Regions from separate parts of the Mus musculus genome. Here region 2 is linked to region 1. The links are chromatin contacts, called in public HiChIP or PLAC-seq maps. All regions are on one chromosome and are shown on one strand. Each heading gives the region's core, a stretch centred on a gene start, on an enhancer-like site or on the middle of the called end of the contact. The rest is flanking DNA. Distances are from core to core; before and after follow the strand shown. Region 1 holds the start of Sh3tc1 (SH3 domain and tetratricopeptide repeats 1). Region 2 overlaps Ablim2 (actin-binding LIM protein 2).

Evidence for each region. HiChIP or PLAC-seq counts read pairs in DNA pulled down with a chosen protein or histone mark.
Region 2: an H3K27ac HiChIP or PLAC-seq map of embryonic stem cells shows a contact between it and region 1, with 19 read pairs. The contact joins the enhancer-like site here to the promoter of Sh3tc1 in region 1. A contact is called at or near these places in 5 of 39 promoter capture datasets (the 3T3-L1 cell line, 3T3-L1-derived adipocytes, embryonic stem cells and 1 more), 5 of 484 Hi-C or Micro-C datasets (CD4 T cells, bone marrow-derived macrophages, embryonic stem cells and 2 more), 7 of 115 datasets of contacts at active chromatin or transcription factors (embryonic fibroblasts, embryonic stem cells, heart atrium and 1 more) and 3 of 9 other capture datasets (adipose tissue, liver and pancreatic islet).

What each region holds. Positions count from the first base shown.
Region 1 is chr5:35,725,061-35,732,307 of GRCm38.p6, reverse strand. It overlaps Sh3tc1 (SH3 domain and tetratricopeptide repeats 1), which reads left to right and starts at 3,032. Exons shown (of 18, transcript NM_194344.2): 1 at 3,032-3,361.
Region 2 is chr5:35,766,841-35,773,499 of GRCm38.p6, reverse strand. All of the region lies in intron 1 of Ablim2 (actin-binding LIM protein 2), which reads right to left. Among named protein-coding and RNA genes, the nearest start is that of Ablim2, 12 kb to the right of the region's middle. Within about 2 kb of position 2,214, at least 34 of the 459 cell types and tissues checked have an H3K27ac peak or open chromatin away from gene starts, as enhancers often do. A contact at or near this core is called in embryonic stem cells, heart atrium and pancreatic cancer cells, where this site is marked.

The sequences.
Region 1 (7,247 bases), core at 1,783-4,282:
CCTTTCTTCCTGTGTGAGGGGCTGAGGGTGGCTCTCTCCACAAGTCAGTTTCCCCATGTGCTAGCTGTCATCCAACCATTTTTATCTGGATCCCACTGCTTGTGAGAGAAACAATGGTTTACCATCTTTCTCCTCGGTGTGATGGCTTCCCGTGCCACGCAGAGCAGGGAAGGTTTGTATTCCTGCATCCAGTCAGCTGCCCCCAGCATCTCTTCATGTCTCATATCTTAGCTGGTATTTGCTCCACATCCAGCCTTTGCATGCTCAGCCTGTCACAGGGGTCTCTCTTGAGCGAGTCACTGGTATTCAGGCCAATGTGACCGAAGAAGCTGCCTCTAGGCCCCAATAGAGCAGTCGACAGACGACACTCACCAGACCTGGTCTCCTGCTGTGTAAAGTGGTGGTGGATGGTGCCCATGCCTACCTTGGCTATTTCTCTGGTGCCCAGTTGTGATGGCAGAGTCACGTTGGACCTGGGTGGTCAGCAAAGCTAAATGCATTTCTTCTCTGAGCCTTAAAGTATACTTGTCCTCATGTTCTAGAATGATCTTAAGGTTCTGCTGGAGGCCTCTGCTCTCCTGAGCTCAACATTTATAGGCTGTTGCAGATTAATTGCAGGGCAGGGTGCTTAGCCTTGCCTAGCTGCCTATGTTAGGGAGTGGGTAGCTGCAAGAGGCTCAGCCCTTTGGGATACAGCTGGAGTTAAGTGTGATTTTTTTTCTGGTTTTGTTTTGTTTTGTTTTGTTTTGTTTTGTTTTGTTTTGTTTTGTTTTGTTTTTGGAGACAGAGCTTCTCAGTGTAACCAGCCCTGGCTGCCTTGGACTCACTTTGTAGACCAGGCTGGCTTTGAACCCACAGAGATCTACCTGCCTCTTCCTCCTGAGTACTGGAATTAAAAGCATGAGCCACCACGCTTGGCTTAAGTGCTTTTTTTTTTGTTTTGTTTTGTTTTGTTTTTCTTCTGAGTTCATCTGTCCCCTTGGAGATTCTTCACAATCCATTGTTGTCTGGTTTCTCTCCAAAAGTTGGCCTAGGAATTTCCCCTCTGAGGAAATCCTATCTCTATTGTCCTCCTGGCCTTCCCTCTGAGGCCTTCCATCACTGCCCAGGTCAGTCACCGCATCCTGGTGCCAGTCGGTACAGGGGGCTATCACAACCCTGGGGCTTCAAGCCATGGCTGGATCTTGGTGGACAGGATATGGGCTCTCCCATAGGTAGGACCTGGAGCGGATGCTCCAATGTCACACTTGTCCCCAAGGAGTCTTTTGAGTGTGCCACACAGGGGATGCTATCCAGAGGGATGGAATCAGTTTCAGAGTATATCTGGGGATAACAAGGATGCTGAGTACCAGCCCAAAGCCTACAGTCTACTGAGGGAGCCAGGCCAGGAACCTTTCTTTGTTCCTGTTGTGGTGTAATAGCATCTTAGCCTCCCAGGGATGGCTCTACCCTGTGTCTTAGATGCATCCTGCCCTTGCATTTTATAACCACAAGGATAGTCCATAATAGTAGTTGGGCTCATGACTTCATTCAGTGTGAACCTCTGGCCTCATTGGCCTGGATTGTGAGCACCCTGAATGGCAGGCTGGGAGCACCTGCCTCAGAAGGCTGGCCTTTGTCAGAGAGGCCCCCATGCAGCTTCCTTTCCTGGAGCCCGTGAGGAAGGAGAGGTAGGGCAGGGTGAGGAGCAACTGACCACTGACCACTTGTTTCTGTCTAGATACAGACAGCAAAGAATGAGGGGATAAAGGAGTGAGGACCCTGGTATCAGAGCCAGCCTGAGTTGTGGGGCCCCAGGAATACGCCTCTCTAAGTCTGTTTGATATCAAGCCTTTTGGGGACACCTGGATGATAGTTTCATTGGGTTATCACGAAGCCCTATGGCATGATCTAACCAAAGAGTTAACATCGTGGCAATGACAATTTGAACATACTACAGCCATGTCAGAGGTCAAAACGATGAGAGCTGAATACCTCCTAACTCTGTCTTTTGCAGAGGGGAAACTGAGGCTCAGGACAGTGACAGGTCTTGCCAGAGGGATTTCAATTGAGTCCGACTGGGGTTTGGGTGGCCCTCGGAAAGTCAGAACCATGTGGCCTCTGCTTTTTACAGTCTTTAGGAAGATCCTATTGAAGAGCCCTGGACCAGAAATGTACTTGCCCCTGCTGGTTGGCCCTGGAGTGAGTGCCCTGCATATATTGGGGGAGGCTCTCAGAAAATCCCCCTGGCCATGAGCCAAGAGAGCAGCTTCTGAGACAAACAGGATACTGCTCTGGGCGCACAGTGGGGACAATAGCCGGGAGAGGAAATGCCTCCAGACCCATGTATGGGTGTGGGCTTGCAGGGGCCTCTATTGACACAGCTTCCAGAAAAATAAGGCTGGTGGAAGGTTAGCATCTGGGGGGGCCTGCATTCTCTGGGGAGAAGGAGAGAGAGAGGGAGAGAGGGAGAGAGAGAGGGAGAAAGAGAGAGAGAGAGATCACAATGCACCTATACCTCCAGAACTCCTCACAGATGGAGACAGGCGGGAGGTATCCACAGCACCTAGTGAGTGTGGGAAGCAGAACTGCTCCATCTTTCACGGTGGACACAGCAAGGGCCTAAGAACAGGAGACGGGCCTGAATCTGGGCCACAGGGACATTCTCAGGTCAGGCTACAGCCTGTGGAAAGGTAAAGTGTGTGTCCCCTCCAACCCTCCCAGGCTTGGCTCAAGGTTGTGGTACTTGTGAGCAGAGAAGGAGACTGGACCCTTTCTTCTCCCAGAATGCTCCCTGTTGGTGTCAGTGGGCTCAGATAAGGCCAGCGGCAGAGTGAGAAGCAAAACGTGTGTATTTTGTGTGTGCACATGCAGACATATGTGCTAGGTCTGTGTATATGTCTCTAAGGCCACCCACATGTCTGCATTGCATGTGTATGCACGTGTGCAGAAGGGAAAAGGGAACAGAGAGCTGGGCTGGGTTTAGCAGGGCAAGAGAGCCGGCCTCCCGTGGACTTCCCCAATCTCAGCACCAAGGGTGTCCCCGGCCTTTACCACAGAGCACGGGGCTGGCAGTGGGCAGGCAGGGACAGGGCCTGGCTCTGGTCCACAAGGAGCTAATGATCAACTGGCCACTGGAGTCCTTGCCGCAGCACCTCAGCCTGCCTTGGGTCTCCAGGCCCCTAGGCTCAGGGAGGAAGTGGGGCAGGAAGCAGGGGGCGGTGGCAGTACTGAGCAGTCAGCCGGCTGTGGGCGGACTCTGCCTGTCCAGGCCAGCTGGAGACAGCCCGTAGGCCAGTCAGCAAGGAGCCGAGCCAGTAGTGGCCACCTGGCACCTGCATTCCTGAGCCTGGGAGGAAGCTGTCTGAAGAACTGATCACAGGTAAGGGAGTATGAACAGAGGGTATGGGCTGTGTGAGTGTGCTGTAATCGGGAGAGCCTGGCTTTGCCACAACTGTATCTAAGAATAGTATTCCACCTTCCTCTTTCTTCTGGCTTGCTTCGGGTTGGGGTGAGCTGTTGGAGACTGGCACTCAGCACCCCGGGGCTCTGCTAAACTGGCCGAGATTGCTCAGATGAGACCGACTGCTAATTGTGACTTCGGACCTGGCCTTCACACTGACTCTTTGCAAATGTGTCCTTGAGGTCTCAACCAGATCATGGGAATTGAGTGGCAACATAGAATTCAAAAGCCACTGGGCCCCAAATGATGAACTCTATCTAGCCTTGGTTCATTCCAGGCTGTGACAAGCACGCCTGTACTAGCATGGGTGCTTCATGGCGCCCCCGTGGCTGTGACCTGGCCTTTCTGAGGTCACTCTGGGTTTCTTTATGCTAGCCAATGAAATGCATGGCTTGACTAGAGTCACTGACCACTGTCTCTGGAGACCTCAACAGGCGCAGGCTGCGTCAGGGTTCCAGGGTTCCAGAGCCTCCTTTCGCTCCTTGTCCTCTCTGCCTTCCTCACCCTAGGATGAAGAATAGCCACTTGCAGGTGGGGCAAGAATCCAAGTTAATTGTGTTCAGGTTGAGGGATGAGACTCCCACCACCTGACTTACAGTCCCTGCTGCTATGACCCTGGCTGGCCCAAACCTTGGGTTGTACACCCGTGATAGGGGTGGGATAGGGCTCACCCTCTGGGATGAGGTTAAAGGTCAAGACTGAGGAAGATGCTGTACAGTGCTGCCGCCTTTATATGACACGTTGTTGATTTCATGAAACTTCTTGCGTCAGGCACAGTGCCTGTCTCTTTAGTCCATAGAATCACGTGAAGCCCATTTTCCCTGAGAGAAGCCTTCAGGGTATCACTGTGTTTCATGGCTGCCATAACAAACTACGACACACTTGTTCTCTTAGGGTTTGAAAGCCAGAAGTCAGAGACAAGGGTGCTGCCTCCAGAGTTGCCAAGGCAGGGTCTCTTCCACTTCTTCCAGCCCCTGCTTGTCCCTGAATGGCCCCTGCTTCTGTGTCATATGTCCTCTTCTTCTGTGTGTCTTGTTCTCTGGAGAAACCCCAGGCACCAGGCAGAGACATCACTTTAATCTGGCACAACCACCTAGTCTAATTGGGACCACTCTAATCCAACATCCAACAGGACCGCGCCCTACGGAGGTCAACTTCATCTGAAACCACCTGTTCCCAATCAAGTCCCCACTCTCAAGTTCCTGGTCAGTGTGACTGGAGAATACTGCCACCTCCAGGCAAAGTCTCAATAGCCCTGCAAAAGCAGAGGCTGGGGATGCACCTTGGTGGGTCCCTGGCCAGACCTTTTGGAACACAGGCAGGGCTAACCACAAAGGCTCCTCCTTCCAGCCTACCATACTGTAAGCCAGCAGCATGTTGTCTAGCTGCTCGATCTTCCCAACATCCTACGAGGAGGTGTTTTTGTTCTCATTTTATGGGTGGGTAAACTGAGGCATAGAACATTTCACCCTCCACTGAGATTGGCCCTGGGTCTCCATGTTCCAGCAGTAAACTAGATGTGCGTTGGAGGTCAGAGCCTGGGGTGGCTTACATGGGGACACCTGATGCTTCTGCCACCTGGGCAGAAGACAAAGGCTGAAAAGAAACTCTGCAGGCAGCCGCTTTGGGGTGCTTGAACTCAGCAAATGTACCTTTGAGGCTTCTGGACACTGCCTGGGGCTGGGCTGCTGCTGGAGCCAGCGGCCAAGCAAGCTCGTGGAGGGAGGACCGTGCAAGGAGGAGGGGGCTCTATGCAAGTAAGGCAGTGCCTACTTCCTCCCTGTGGCAGCATTTGGGCTCTCAATGAGCAGGTGGTAAGTTCCCTTAGCGGGGAACTTCCATTTCTCCAGAAACAGGTTAAGTCCAGCCCCAGGTCTTTGTGACCTAAATGCCCCCCACCCTAACCCAGAGATGGTTAGCTTAGCTTCTGTAGAGACACTGGCCAGCCTGCTGGTAGGGAGACCTGGAAGTTGTAAGTGGCAGAGAGAGAGAAGAGTGAGGACGCTGAGGGTGGGGCATGGTGAATTTTTGGGGGGCAGTGATTGGCAACCACAGACCCTACAAACTAGGACCTCACACATCAAGAGACTGGACCAAGTGCTTGGTTGAAGGCCCTGAAGTTATACCAGAGAAAATGAGGTTTTCTGGTTCCTACCACTTGGGTGTGTACCTTCTGGTCCTCACAGACCTGGGCAAGACAGTGGGTCTCTGCAATGGTAGGAACCAGGGTGTTTTGGCAGAACAAGTCAGGGAAGGACAAAAGTCCAGGCTCAAGCAGGACTTGGGCTGGGGTCAGGCTGACAGGGCCAAACTCTGGAAGATCTCAGGCATGACCAGCTGAGATGGTGTCTTAAGATAGGCAGACAGGAGGGCAGACTTGGTACATACTTCTGTCCCTGTGTTGTTGAGAACTGGACCATGCCAGGCCTCTGGTGCCTGAAGTTTTGTTTTGTTGTTGGTTTTATCCCCCTTGGGATTGAGTATTGAAGTGTTCATGTGTCTGCAGGGATGTGGGATCCTCTTGTTGATTTTGGTATGAGATACCTCCTTCCTATCTGCCTATCCCAGATCTTGGCCTTCTGGCACAGTTGTAGAACAAGGATTTGACCACAAACCAACCTATTGGGTTCCATGAAAGGCAGGTGGCCAGGTGAGTGGCTGGCTAGATGGTTCACCGAGGCAACTTCCAGGGACTGGGGCTGCCACTTCTATTAAGCCTTGTCTTCTGGGGACCCAAATCTCTTCTCTATGAGCCTCCCTTCCTTGCCAGCTACCCAGTCACCATTCTGCCACCCCCAGGGTTGGGCAACCCTGTCCTCTCGTCATAGAGCTTGCTGCCTACCCGTGTCACTGCCTGCTGGATGCCTGATTTCCCAATTGCTCACAGCCTGGTACACAGCCCCACACAGAGTAGGGGGTAGCAGTGTTTGTTGCAACAACAGAGGGCTTCAGAATGGGGTCCCACAACCCCTGTTCTGCAGAAGAGGAGATGCCCTGAGTTAGGCCAGGCAAGTCCTCATGATATCAGCAGCACCCATGGAGGCTTGCACCAACCCCCTCCCATTCCTGATTCATCCATCTAGGGTTCTGTCACTCTGCACCAAATCCCTGCTGGAGTCCCTGTGGGCAGCTCCCAAAGAAAGTCCTTCCCTAAGATGGCCAGCCTCCTGAAAGCATCAGGGCATGGCAGGCTGGAGGCTTGGTAGCAGTTAGTGGCACATGTGAACACTGGGTTTCTGGGTCTGTATCTGGTCACCCTCTTCCTCAGTGTGTAGTTAGAAAGGGTCAGACGATAGACTCAGTACAGAAGGTGTCTCCTTGGCTGCTCTGTTAACAGAGATGAAATCCCCCAACCTTCAGCCGATAATCTGGCCTAAGGCAAGTCAGGCTTATGGGCTGGAGTGTTCAGAACTGTTCAGCCAACCTCTGCATAGGGCCTTTTGTCCTCTCTGAGGGTGTTGTGGCTAGGCCTGTCACAGTTATCAAGGCTGAGAGTCTAACCTGTGCTCCATGGCCCTGTCTGTGGCCCCTGCCATTGACCTACGTGCATTTGGTGTTCTGTGCCTCTCTGATAGCTGATAGAACAATCGAGGAACACAGGCTGTCGGGTTATATTATCCCTCTCTCTCACTTCTTTGTTTTTTAAGATTTTTAAAAACTTTATGTATATGAGTACACTGTTGTTCTCTTTAGACACATCAGAAGAGGGCATCAAATTCATTTACAGATGGTTGTGAGCCACCATGTGGTTGCTGGGAATTGAACTCAGAACTTCTTGGAAGAACAGTCAGTGCTCTTAACCGCT
Region 2 (6,659 bases), core at 965-3,464, 42 kb before region 1:
TCCCAGGCTGCAGGCAGAGGCTATACTGCTTGTGGCTGCCTGTTGGCTCCTGGCAATCCTGAGGCATGGCTGTGGTCACGACATGGGCAGGGAAGGGACCCAGGGCTTCCAACAAGAAGCCTTGCCCATGACCATTCGTGTAGCACTGGCTTCATGGTCCCTTGCCCCAGCATGCCCCCTCGGTTGGCATGATCCCTTGCTGGAGCTATGTGAAGCCCCTGGTCCACAGCAGAGAGTCAGCCTGAGTAGACCCCGATAAGACCTGGTGTGGGTGTTACAGAGAGGGAGCTGGGAGAAGACATAGGATGTAGCCTTGGCTCCTGTCCCCTCCCATGTGTAGTGACAAATGCCCAGGTCCTCCCTTAGTCACAGCAGCTCCTGGTACTGTCCTCCCCTCCCTCTGTGGCAGAGCATCTTAAACAGGATGTTGTCCTGTTAGTCCGTATGGCCAGATCAGCAGAATCCTATGCAAAGGGGGTGGAGCTTGTGGAAAATGCAGATCTGGGACTGGCCAGTGGTATCAGCACAGCCTGGGGGGCCCAGGAATCTGCACTGCTGGTGCTTGGAGCATTTGGCTTCTCCTTGTCTTCCTCACCTTCCACCCCTGCTTCAGGCTTGGGTCCTCACTGAACACAGCCTCACAGGAACCCCAGGACTGAGAGGTCTTACAGTGTCTCATCTGAGTGTGGAACCCACAAACACAAAAGACAGACAGCACACCAGGCAGGTGGCACAAATGAAGCCACTCCAGGACATCCTCCTGCAAGGGACCCTTCTCTCACTCCGTCGTCAAGTTCTTATTCGATGGTAAGATACCACCTCCTCCAGGCAACATGCCAGGATTTCATTGAGGTCAGGTTCTACCCACTGCCTCCTTGAAAAGTTCTTCCTCGCCATGTGTAGTTAGTTAGCATCTTGTGCGTCTTCCTCAATGGATGGGGACTTCTGAGGGAGGAATGCCATCCTAGCCAGAGTTGGACACAGAAGTGACTCTGCCAGCATGTCTCAAAACTACTGTACTGACTGTTAGGAGCCAGTTGTCTTAAGGACACTGGGGCAGGGTAGGGGATGCCCCAGCTGAAGAAGGCTAAGGTCTAGGAGCCATGTCTCCTGGCATCTGTCACATCAGCAAATGTCATGTCCTTCTTAGACAATTACCCAGCCAGCTGCCCGATTTAGACAAGTGCCTTGCTAGCTTAAGCAGAGAGCCCTGTATGAGACCCACTGAGTCTCATAGAGTGTCGGGGGGGGGGGGCTCAGAGTCAGAAAAAGGAGATACTCTAGCTTAGAATAAACCACCAGTGGGAAAGAGGCCCCAGAGCCCCTGGTATGGGACAAAAATCACCCCAAGATTCCAACTTATGGTCAGATGCACTTTCCAAGGTGCCAGCCATGGAATCATGGTCCCATTTCAAGTAAAAGGGAGGACTTACCTTTCCTTCCACAGTGAAAGTACCTTTCAGTGTATAATAAATAGTACCACAATGTCCCTGTCTCACAACAGCTGAAAAACAGGAGCCTCTGCCCGAGTGCTGATCTGTCTGTGGGAAGGGGTAGCTGGAGGTGGGAAGGAATCTGGACAGAAGGCTAGCCCAACGCTGAGTGTCACTAGGAAGGTTCCTCCTCGACTCAGTATGCCCACCTGTAAAATGGGTGACGCTTTAGAGGTGAGGTTGTCGCTTTGCTACAGATGGTCCCTATGCCCTCAGCTCACAGGGCAGTTTGCTCCACCCATGAGAGAGACACTGTTAATTATTTCAAATAGGTACCCAACCTCCAGCAGGACAGTGCTACCTGTGTTCAGGGTGGGTCTCCCCTCCCCAGTAAATCCAATCTACAAACTCCCTCCCAGATGTGCACCAGGTGCATCTGCTGGGTCATTCTAGACCCTATCAAGTATTAACCATTACAGATGGTTTCTATCAGATACAGGGCTGCCACCTTCACTGGCTTCAGAACTGGAAAGGCATTGTGGGAGACACACATTCCTGGCCTGCAGGTCTGAACCCCACTGTCCAGCCCTGCCCATCCCATGACCTTAGGCAGATCACACTTCATGTTCAATTGGAACACAATGAATGCAAATAGGAACAGTGACATCACAGGGATTTGTAAGGGTTGGAGGTCATTCCTGCACACGTCCCCAGAGCCCTTAGAAGCTATAAAACCCAGGCATTGATTGCTATGAGATAAAACAATGGGGCCCTGGGGCCCCGCCCCACCCTGGGGCCTCGCCCCACCCCTGTCAGCAGCCTGGGTTCTGAGGTCGCCACACCCGGGGTATATTTAGCTCTCCGCTGAAACACTGCCAGGTGTGAGCATTCCCTCTGACCAAGGACACGGAATTTCAGCAGAGCAGCAATCTCTCATCAGCAACGTGAGGTTTGCTCCTGCACAGAAGCCCCTCTTTCGTTCATAACTGCAGATGAACCCATCACCGGAGATCACAACACGCAAACACGTGGGCCCCTGGACTGGCAGCCTGCCAGGTGTCACTCAGAGCCCAGGCTCTGCCGTGAGTGTAGACTACCAGCCGTGGGTAGGGAAGCCAATGGCTGCTCTCCAGGGAAACATCCTTGAGACCAGTCTGAGCATCATTCACACAGCCTTGAAATGAATCAGCTCTGAGAACCCGAGAAGCAATGAGCTGGGGTAAAGGAAGAGTTCTCATCGCGCCTTTACCTCTTGATGGATTTTCCTCTGACGTAAGACAGCGCTGTGTACAAACACAGATCCTGAACTCTGCATCTGTTGATGACACCGATGCTCAGTCTATTAATCCCTCAGTATCACTTTAACGAGAGTATAATATTCTATCCTTAATCGGAAGTTCTTAGAGTGACCCAGAGATTTCTAGTAGTCCCCAAGGTGCTCTTGGGGCTTATTGAGGTCAAGACCATTTTGCTACTAAGACTAGAAAGTTCTGGACATCAGTTGATGTTATTGTTTGGATATTATGGTGGTTTGAATGAAAATGGCTCCTTAGGTTCATAGGGAGTGGCACAATTGGGAGGTGTGGCCCTGCTGGAGTAGGTGTGGCCTTGTTGGAGGAGACATGTCAGTAAAGGTGGGCTTTGAGGTTTTAGAAGCTCAAGCCAAGCCTAGTGAGTCACTCTCTTCCTACTGCCTGGGGATCCAGATGTAGACCTCTCAGCTAATTCCCCAGCGCCATGTCTGCCTGCAGGCTGCCACGTGATAAAAGACTAAACCTCTGAACTGTAAGCCAGCCCCCATCAAATGTTGTCCTTTGTAAGAGTTGCTGTGGTCCAGAAATAAAACTTTAAGACAGTTACTGAGTGTTCTCAAAAGGAGTATGTGTTGAAGGCTTGACCCCCCTATGAGGAGGAGGAGCCCTTATGAGATGCAGCCTAGAGGGAGGCCCTTGGATCACTGGAGTTAATCATCCATCTTTGTTTCTTGTCCGTAGATGTGATGAAATACTCTGACAAAAGCAACTGAAGGGTTTACTTTTGTCCTGGGCTCAAGGCACAGACCATGCCAGCAGGAGGTGCAGGCAGCAAGAGCTGGACCACAATTAGGAAACACAGAGAGAGAGATGAGCAAACATTAGTGCTCAACTCACTTTCTCCATTTTACCCAGTCCAGGTCATCCCTGTGTAAGGTGGGTCTTCCCACTTCCACTGGCACAGATGATCCCCCACAGGCCCATGTCCCAGGTGATTTTAGATAATTAACAGTAACCATCCGAGCCTCTGAAGCAGACAGTGAGGTCCCAACCTCTCCACTTCTTCTTGCTTCACTCCTGTGAGGTGAGCAGTTTCTCTGCCACATGTGCCCAAGCATCACCATCAACAACATCAGGGAACAGAAAGCAGTGGACCTGCCCAATGAGAGACTGGTACGTCTGAAACCCCAGATCTAGATAGGTACCTTCTTCTATTCATAAGTTAAATGTCCTTGGGTATTTTGTGATAGCAACAGAAAGCTAGCAGAAGATTGTACTAGAAGCTATTGACTGTAACTGTGCTAAGGCAGGTGCTATGGGCCGAGCAAGGGGTCTGGAGGCATCTGGAGGACCAGCTCAGCTACAGGAGAGTCTGCACACTGTTGGAGAAGCTCAGAGAGCAATTCAGGGAGCTCAGAAGATCAGGTTGCTACAGGAAATGTGTACAGTGGAGTCTCTGCTGAGGATAACTCAGATGGAACAGGGATTCTACCCAGAACTGGGCTCTCCCTCGTTATACCTCAGTGAGGAACATGGCTGTATTCGTCAATGTCCTGACAGCCTGTGAGAGGACAGGCTGGTTTATCTGACAGAGACCATGTCATGGCAACACAACAGTCAGGCTCTGGCAAGGGCATCTCTAGCTGGAGCGTGGAAACTGCTGGCTGCATTTCGCCAGATTTACAACAAGAAGGAGGAGCAAAGAGGAGCAAGCAGAGAAAGCTGGAAAGTTCAGCGTGGGCAGAAGGAGCCTGGGAAAAATATTAGCCGGAGGGTATGGCTGCTAACTCCCTGGCATCTTATGCCTGCGGTTCCTGAGAGAGAGGCAAGTGTCTGCAGAGACACCATAGGCACAGAGACCAGACACAAACGAGGCAAAGCTGTCTCAGAGAGCTTCCAGGACAGAATGCTTCCTTGAAAGGGCACCAGGGTGCTCAGTGTGTCTCAGGCCACCTAAGTTGGGCCAACAAGGCACCCAGAAGCCATTGCAGCAGTTGTGGTCCAAGCCAGCCCTGAAACAACCCCTTCTGCTCACAGATCTTGCACTGTCCGTGGGATGCTGGTGTCACAGCAGTGCAGAATGTGGGGTTATGGCTTTCATTGGCATGACAAAGGAAGGCCCAAAAAGACCAGGCCAAAGTTACAGGACTGGAATTCCTGCAAACGGCCCCAGGAGATGCTGAGGGAAGCCACAGATAACATATAAACCCATTGGAGAGAGGCTGTGGGTCACGGCCAACAAGGCTTGGGCTTTTTGGTGGGTTGGTTTTGTTGTTTTTATTTTGAACTTGGACTTCAAAGAAGCACTAGGGCAGGAGAGACTTGTTGGGTCTTGGAAATGGAGGGGTGCAGTGTGCACTCTGAGATTGATATGAGGCTTTGCATCGTGCAGGGACGTTACAATTTGGTTTTTTTAATTTCCCTAAGGCCGCAGTAATGAAGGCTAGGTCCTCAGGTAGCACTATTGGGAGGTGGTGACATAATCTTTAAGAGGTGTGACCAAGGGAAGTCCCAGGCCCCTGGGAATGTGTCCTCCAAGCACACAGTGGGGCCCAGCCTCTTCCTTATCCTCTTTTCCTTTTCTGCCACGAGGTGAGCAGAATTACTCTGCCATGTGCCCCCACCCCAGCAGAGGCTGGAGAGCCCTGGGAGCCCCATGGAGCAGAGCTCACAGAAGCATTTTCAGTTTATAAGTGATTGCTGTAGGTCCTTCCGGTTGGTGACAGGAGCTGACAGTCACCCTCACTGTCTCCAGACTGCAGTGGAGCTTTGCAGAGGCCGCACATGTGATATAGTAATCAACTGATCATGGAACCAGACCTCAGAGTCTGGCCACTGTGAATCCGGGTGCTAACAAGATTCACAATCCTACAGAGCAACTCCACACCCATTAACTGTGCTCACGGGTTCACGCAAGAGCAGTTTATTACACTTTTAATTTAACAACTTTTAAAAAATTCCGTATTTTAATTTCTAGCTTTGCAAATATCCTTAAGTGCAACCCACATGAAAGTACTTAAAGCTGGGTCCTAGGGCCTGGAGGCCTGGGGGTTCCTGTGGAACAGACAGCGGCTTTCTCGGCCTGTAATCTCTGCCTGGATGCATCAGTGGATGACGCAGCCCTTCCTCTATCGCAGCTTCTGATGCCCAGCCCCCAGCCATACTGGGAGCAACACCTCCCAAGGCAGCACCCTGCTCTCAGGAGTCCGGAGTACTTAAGGCTCAGTATGTTTCCCTAACTGCTTCTAAGAGACAGCCCTGTCTCCGGGCTATAGAAATGGCAAGCTCGGGGCACACAGAGTGTTTACATTTAGTGAATTAAGAGAAACACCCCTATGAAAAGTTACCCTCACATTCTCGGACAGACTATAGGTGTAAAGAAGTATACACCCAGCCACAGAATATCCCAGAAGCTGTATTGACTGACTAATGATCTTCGAAAGATGTCATTCTCCTCCTCAAAAGATCTGGGGATACGATACTCATGTGGGTATTAGGGTTTTGTGGTGTGACTAAGGTGCCATGAAGGTAAAATCCATGTCACCCAGGATTGTCTGGGTGACATGGCAGCTGTTCTCATGAGAAGGAAGCAGAGGGAATTTACACAAGCAGGTCACCGTGGGAAGATGGAAGACATGGCTGCCGGCCTGGTTTTAGAGATTGAACTGACACAGCTACAAGCCATGGAATGCAGAGAGCCACCAAAGCAGGAACAGGCCTGTATCAACTATCTTAGAGACTGTGGGAGGCACAACGACACACCAACATCAGCCAGGCTTCACCACTGGTCTCCCAGTGGACATATCTGTGCTATCCTAATCCTCCATAGGGCCAGCAGGGACAACAGCCAGAGGGCTCCCCTGCTCCTTGGCTCTGTGTAACGTTTTCTAGGTGAGCAGGAAGCACCTGACTATAGATAATCTCCCAATGCCATCAGCATCTAGAGCCAGCCAGGTCCCACATCCGAGAGAGG